2 separate regions of the Lactuca sativa genome follow, and region 2 is linked to region 1. Evidence: chromatin contacts called from public Hi-C data. All regions are on one chromosome and are shown on one strand. Each heading gives the region's core, a stretch centred on a gene start, on an enhancer-like site or on the middle of the called end of the contact. The rest is flanking DNA. Distances are from core to core; before and after follow the strand shown. Region 1 holds the start of LOC111901305. Region 2 holds the start of LOC111901304 (coronatine-insensitive protein 1).

Evidence for each region. A called contact is a pair of places that touch in the nucleus more often than the background predicts.
Region 2: a Hi-C map of leaf shows a contact between it and region 1, with 4 times the contacts expected there. The contact joins the promoter of LOC111901304 here to the promoter of LOC111901305 in region 1. A contact is called at or near these places in 3 of 4 Hi-C or Micro-C datasets (leaf and seed).

The regions. Positions count from the first base shown.
Region 1 is chr2:218,984,559-218,988,105 of Lsat_Salinas_v11, forward strand. LOC111901305 reads left to right here and starts at 1,520. Exons shown (of 4, transcript XM_023897159.3): 1 at 1,520-2,067; 2 at 2,304-2,419. The coding sequence starts at 1,693.
Region 2 is chr2:219,183,081-219,187,027 of Lsat_Salinas_v11, forward strand. It overlaps LOC111901304 (coronatine-insensitive protein 1), which reads left to right and starts at 2,589. Exons shown (of 3, transcript XM_023897158.3): 1 at 2,589-3,745. The coding sequence starts at 3,252.

The DNA of each region.
Region 1 (3,547 bases), core at 270-2,769:
TCCTGAGTCCATATTGACTCCGAGCCTAGGTCGGCTCAGTCGGGTCCGTATTAACCCTGAGTCTATAATGACTCCGAGCCCAAGTCGACTCTATTGGGTTCGTATCAATCCGAGTCCATAATGACTCTGATCCCTTACTCCATGCATGCAACATACAAACTTAAAACATCATTCCTTTATACTCACAATAGTCCCAAAATATAGGGTCTTTGATGGATCCAAACTTGAAACATCATTTATAGCAACCAAAAGAACCTTCTTGATCTTTAAGTTGCATTAAAATATTATACAAAGCATCTAAAAGAGGAGAAATGAGAGGGGTGGAGCTTAAATCTTGAAGATGGAGGCTAAGGTTTCTCCTAAAGGGTTATAGATACAATGGATGCTCATAAAATGGGCAAAATGTCGAAATCTTATACTTAAATACATTGAAAACCCTAAAAATCATGAGTTTGGGCCTGACAGACTGCCACTCCGTGGCAACGTTTGTCCACTCCATGGAAATTGCTACGCCGTGACAACTTACTCATTATTCTGTGAAGATCTGCTCACCACTCTGTGGCAACGGTTTTTCACCAAAATTGATTACAACTTCAAACAAACATAACTTCTTCGTTACAACTCCATTTTCGGCGATTTTTATATGCATGAAAAGATAATGATAAGCTCCACAACCCTATATAATTACTTTTGACTTAAAACATATTGAACTAAAATCATTAATTCATCCAAGAAGTTCGAAGCATCACTTTTCCCATTTTACCCTTGGCTCAAAAACATTAATCAAGGGCTTAGATCACATAACTAATATTATCAATAACCAATAAGGTCTAAACCTTATTTTGTTGAAACCCAAGGCCTTCCCATGATCAAATTATGTTCCACAATCCCGAAATAAGAAACTTTTCAAAACAAGATGTTACAGGAACTGTGGTACAATCTTGTGAAGAAAGACAAATATAGAGAACGGGACGTCGATGTCAACACCATCATCGACATCATTGGATGTGACAATGGTGCAGATGAAAGAGACGACATAAAATAAGAAACTTTGTTTCCTATTTTTTTAACTTCAAATTATTTAAGAAACGATAACATTTTCAACTCACAAGCATAAACCCTTACTTTATATTAATGTTAGCTGTAAATACATATGGTATAAATTTTTAAAACCACAATGATCATTTGTGTTAAAAAATTTTCCTAGAAACTTATAATGATAATTTTCAAAAACCACAGGTACTATTTTGTATAATTTTGTCTAAAAATAAATATCAATAGCGGCGGGAAGATTATACCATAAAAAACAATAAAATATCTCTATAAAACAAAATAGTCGGCTCATTGAGGACGTGTCACATCTTTTACCACATTCAGACCGCTGCATGGACCTACTTTGCTGATCTGGTCCAAGCGTCAGCATGTCCCCACCGGACTCCAACCCTCCACTTTCAATACCACTTAAATTTCCTTTTCAAGTCCGTATCCTCTTACAACCCCTATATAAATATCTTTATATCATCTCTTATCTCTCTTATTTTGCCTCTGTACCAGTTATTATATACAATTTATCCGATAACAACCTCCGATTAGATCTCTGATCTAGGTTCTTGAATCGTCAATTGTTTTAATTTGTTAGGAATCGTTAATTTTGAATATAGAATTTGTGTTAAAAACCTAAAATCAATCAATATGAAAAATCATGATAAATCACAATCATCTGGTGATCGAGATGCCGATGATCAGCAGAAATCACCGGAAGATTCATCATCGTTGTCTCGTGGTCAGGCTTCTACGGATGCGGTTTCCGGAGATTCGTCGACAAGGAGGAACGGAAATAGAATCGGACTTGCGGAACGTTTGACCGATTTGTTTGTTGGTGATGGAGATAACGATGACGAATTGTTGATACAACGGAGCGTTCAAGGGACGGTTATACAGTGGCTACATGCGCTTGATATGCAGGTGATGGGAGCCTGTCGTGCTGATGAGAGGTTGAAGCCCTTGCTAAAGCTTAACGTGTGTAGCGGCGTGACTGAGGATCGATTGCTGTCGCATCTGAGCCAGGTATCTGTTCGATTTAGTTATACACTTAGATCATTCCATGGTGTAAGATAGAAACTATCTTGTGTAGTCTTTGACAAATTGTTACAAGAAACATCAAATTCTCTGAGGTTATAAACGTGAAAACGGAGATAGATTACTGCAATACATAATGTGACATGCTTATCATTGATTACTGCAATATATAATGTAATATGCTGATGATTATACCTAATTTGTTTTTCTTACGCTTCTTACAGCACTTTGAGCCATCAGAAGTTGGTTTGCTTGCAAGGTGCTTGTGTGTTCCGCTCGTGTCCATTCGTGTTGGCAAGATCGACAAGCAAGGGACTCTTCTAATTCCAAACAGTACAAGGTAGTTGCTAGTTGTAATTACTTTGTAACTTCATTACGATGCATGAAAGTATGTTTGATCTATCCATACCTTAGGTAGCATTTGGAATGTTGTTCACTTAGCTACCCGGTCTTAATTGTTAATTTGGATAATCTAGCAGAAGTTAGGATTTTCAAGCCTGGTTAAAATTTGTTTTTGGTCAGTATTATACAGGGGTTTAAGGCTCACCTCTGATAACTTTGGCTTTCCATCCTCATTCCCAGGGTACTAATAGCTGTCACTTTCTCCATTTATTGGCACTTAAAGCTTAAAGGAATGTTAGATGCATTTTAATGGGCTTAACGGTTTGGTTCTTGTTAGTAAGATACTAAGAGGTTGTAAGTGTTTATGCATAGGTTTCTAGAGTATGTTGAGTTGTTTCTTTCTTGGTCTACTTAATGTGAATTGGTACATGGGTAAGGCATTTATTTGATTGAGATTGTTGCTTATTTATTTATTTATTTATTATGTATTATTTGAAGAAATTGGGTGTCATTTGTATGACACAGGCAGGTAACCATGAAAAGATTGGTGGAATGGCATGGTTTATTTTATCAAATTTGTCAAGTCGTTATGAATATGATCTATGGTTTTCACTTTTCAGAGGTGTAAAAATATCTGCTGCAGCTGATTAGTTTCATTGTAGGACATGCCTATATCTGTCATGCCCTAAATCGTCTCACTGTTTTAATCTGTGCATCTTCCAATTTGAGTGCAGAATCCACATACTTCACGTGTGGTATTAGAGTTAAACATATGTTCGCATATAATTACTGGTATCTACATATTATGACATTTAATGAGTAGAAGCTGTAGGCTTGTGCATATCATCTTATTAATGGTGACATGATCATCCTTCCAAATAAATATATCCTTTTCATTGTAGGTAACTGGGCGTGTTCTATTATGATCTCTGAATTAAGAAGAAGTAAAGGTAGAGTCATGCTCTTATATTGTATATCCTTAAAGTTATGCTATGTTTGCTATTTGCATTGAATTCTGTGGTCCTGTATTCTATTAATCGTCTGTATATTGTCATCTGTGTCTTTCTTTGTCCTTGTTTGTTTCTTTGACTTCACATCCATTTTTGCTACATCTAAGTTTATAAAG
Region 2 (3,947 bases), core at 1,339-3,838, 200 kb after region 1:
TTTCGGTTACTAGAACATAAATGTACATATACATGTTATAAGCATACTATGCAACTTCATACGCCATGATTAAACTCATTTTATTAACTAATTATGTAAAATTCTACTCGTATATAATCAAGTTTAATAGTTAAGTCATTTTATATAACTTAACCCATTAATACACCATTATTCTATATAAAAGTTCAATTCATAATGCAGAGCATGCAACTCCTAATGCACAATTATATTACATTCTTATATATAACTTCACAACTTAATTTACCCAAGTTAGTATTCATAATAGTATTTATAAGCTACTTAATCCATTAAGCCATGGACTTAATTTCATCATTCAAGAAATTACCAAACTAGGGTTTATCCAAAAATTCTTCAAATTGCTACATAATCCATGAGTAAGCATAACAAAGAACCTTTTAAGTTATTGTTGGAAATAGATGTCCAATGTCATAATTAATTGGTGTAACTTTAAGAATAATAACAAAGTCCTTTTTGGGTTGTCATGAAGAGCAGGAATAACTAGAAATAATTTTAGGAGATTAAGATAATAGTTTATTAATTTATTATATGATTAATAAATTAATTAAAAACTAGCTAAAATTAAATAGAATTAATTTGGAAATAATTTGGGATTAATTTGATGTACAGACACTGAATGTCAATTGTTCAATTGTTAGTTGAACAAAGGGAATATTCTGGAACTCGGAGCTGGTGGAGCCTCCTTGAAGGGTTCCATAATTAATCGAAGTAACAAATAAGGTAATGATTTGAATTATGATTAAATCTGATTATTTAATTGATTCAAATGAGGGTTATCTTGTTACCACAACAACTATATAAAGGGGCCTTGGGGTGCTCATATTTTCGTCCCTCTCATCCTCTTGAAAGGTTGAAAACTTAGTTTCTCACCTTGCTCTATCTATCTATCTATCTATCTCCTTAGTTTCTAGGGTTCTTGGTTTTGGATGTGAAACATTATAGGTACTCTACTTTGGGTATTAGTCTTCTAAAAAGCAACAAAGAGCATCAAGAGTTCAAGTCTATAAGACAATCAAATTATCTAAACATTAGTATTCGAATCCATCATCTTTTAGCTTCTTAAGTTAGTTTTAAAAGTACGTTGCTATAATAGTAAAACTTAGATCATAGAGTGCATGTACATTTATGATAATTTTTTTTGATATTTTCGTTGCCATGATCTAGTATATAGTTGCATAGAAAACCCAACAATTTTTACAACACCTCAACTCTAATTTCACCCTAGAAATTTCAGATTATATTTAGGGTTTTACTGAGAACTTTCAATTTCACCATCTAATTAATATTCAAAATCAAGAGAGGGAGGTATCTTACCTTGATACAAGGATTTGAAAGTTAAATCTTTGAAATTCTTAAGCTCCGACACATTTGTTGGACGTGTGTGTGTATGAAAATTGCACCTAAGTGTGTATTTTTGTGAATATGGGATCAAAATGACCAACTGAGTGCTATTTCTTATTTCTATGTCTGCAACGTCATCGTGTCGCGATCCATATTGGGCTGCATCGTACTTTTGACTTTTCGCGAGACTTTTATATCCAACACTCCTTAACTTCATAGTTAATGTTAAGCAATCTACTTTCGTCGTGCCGCGATAAGACTTTTTTGCGTCATGTTTTCTCCAAAATACATTACGTTCAATATTCAACTTACGTAACTCGATTACTGTTTAGAATACGCGTTGTGACCCCTTCTTGTCGCGTCGTGATTTCTTCTAATTATGTTTTCTTTGTAATTTTTCATGTGTAGCTTCATCAACTTGTACCCTTATACTAATAAGGTTTAATATTGTTCCAAAAAACATTATAAAAATTCTTACTACATACATACATAATTATTACACTGTAAGTTTAGAAAATAAGTATCACACACCTTTTTAAATATCTTGATACTGTTAGATTAAATGTCTTATGGTAATTTATCTACCATTTAGTTGGAGAATTATAAAAAGACATAATAAAATAATTGGGTATCCAGTACCAGAAACAGTAAAATCTACAGAATTGGTTAAACCGGTTTTTACTCCAACATAATAAAAACCGTCGATTTCGGTTCCTGACAATTATAGCGGGTACCCATCTATGCTCACCTATTTATGGCAGAAGTGGTTGACTGGTGACAGCAATTATAGTGTTGGTGATGTTTAGCGAAGGACATCGTGGATGGCGGGGATGAGTGACAAATGTGATATTGATCGGTGGAGGTGGTTGATAAAAAAAATGTTACAATTTTAGTCTTTATGGGGTGGAGGTGAGATAAGGGTCCTTGATATTTTATAATTATAAATAATTAAACAGAAAGAAAAAAATTGTAATAATTAAAAAAGTAACTGTTTTAGGAAGATTGAAGTTAGATAATTTTAACAAAAAGGGATCACTTATATCAATTTTGTTAAAGTTGGACCAAATATGAAGATGGAAGGAAACCAAAGTGAAAAAAAAATGTAATTTACTCTATATATTAAAAGTTAAAGTTGGTGATGGTATTTTTAGGTTATCCTGATGCACAACAGTGTCTTGTCGTTTGCAGAGTTGCAGAATCTTTAACGAGTTCTCCCAATTAACCCTTGGCACATCATTAATAATCCCCATCTCTTCACAACTGTCTTCTCTCTTTTATAAGTTCTTGGTTGTAGAGCCTCTTAAAACAACTTTCCATTTTTATCGTTCCCCATATAAACTCCTCCAACTGTCGCCGTCAGATCTCTATCTCTTACCCAATCCTAACCGTGCACTTCTCTGCTCCTTACTCTCACTCCAACTTTCTCTCTCTAGCCCCCCATTCGTGGATCTCGTCACTCCTAAATTCTCTAATTGTTTACATCTCTTTTTTATCTCTAATAAGGAATCCTTCCTAAAGAAATCTTTTCAACCTGGTTTTTCCTAATCGGATTATATCCATCTTTGAACCTTCTTGATTTGAAGTCGGTTTTTGTTTCTTTCTTGATTTCAACTCGAGGTTTTGTTTTCTCATACGAATCTTTCCTAAATCCTTCTTTTCAGTTCCAGTTTTCGTAATCTAGTCACGAATCTCAAAAAACTTTCTTGATTTGAAGTTGGATTTTTGTATCTTTCTGGGTTTTGGTTTGTTTCCCTCATTAATTCTTCTCCAAGAATCCCTCCGACTCACTGTTTTCAACTTGGTTTTCTGGGAATCCAATCATAAGCTTGTAATTTTTTTGATTCCAACTAGGGTACTTCTTGAATTTGATTATGGAGGATCGGAACTACATCAGCCAGTCGTCCCAGCGAGTTCACGGCATGTCTGACATCGTTTTCGAGTGCGTGTTATCGTACATACACGACACACGTGACCGGCAGTCCATATCTTTGGTCTGCCGGAGGTTATGGCAACTCGAAGCTCATACACGAAAACACGTAACAATAGCGCTGTGTTACACGGCAACTCCTAAACAGCTCTCACGGAGGTTCCCGTTTCTAGAGTCCTTGACAATAAAAGGGAAGCCACGCGCCGCCATGTATAACTTGATTCCGGAGGACTGGGGTGGGTTTGCAACGCCGTGGGTGGAGGAGATTGCGAAATCTTTCAGTTGCATAAAAGCTGTGCACTTCAGAAGGATGATTGTAAAGGATGAAGATCTTGAACTCTTAGCCCGCGAGCGTGGGTCTGTTCTTCAGGTTCTTAAGCTTGATAAATGTTCTGGATTTTCTACTGATGGGCTTCGCCATATTTGTCGCTCTTGCAGGTATTTTTGTCGTCTTATGGCTTCTATTAATAACGTGTTTAACTGTTAAAATCTCATTAGAGATTGGATTCATTGAGAGTTTAATCTTCACATTTTTGTATAAAAACCTTTTTCTCTAAATTATTTCTGGATTACTCTGTTGTGTTTTTCTTTTTTGGGAAATTGTTATACAGTTAAATTTGTCTTCTCTTCTTTTATTCTT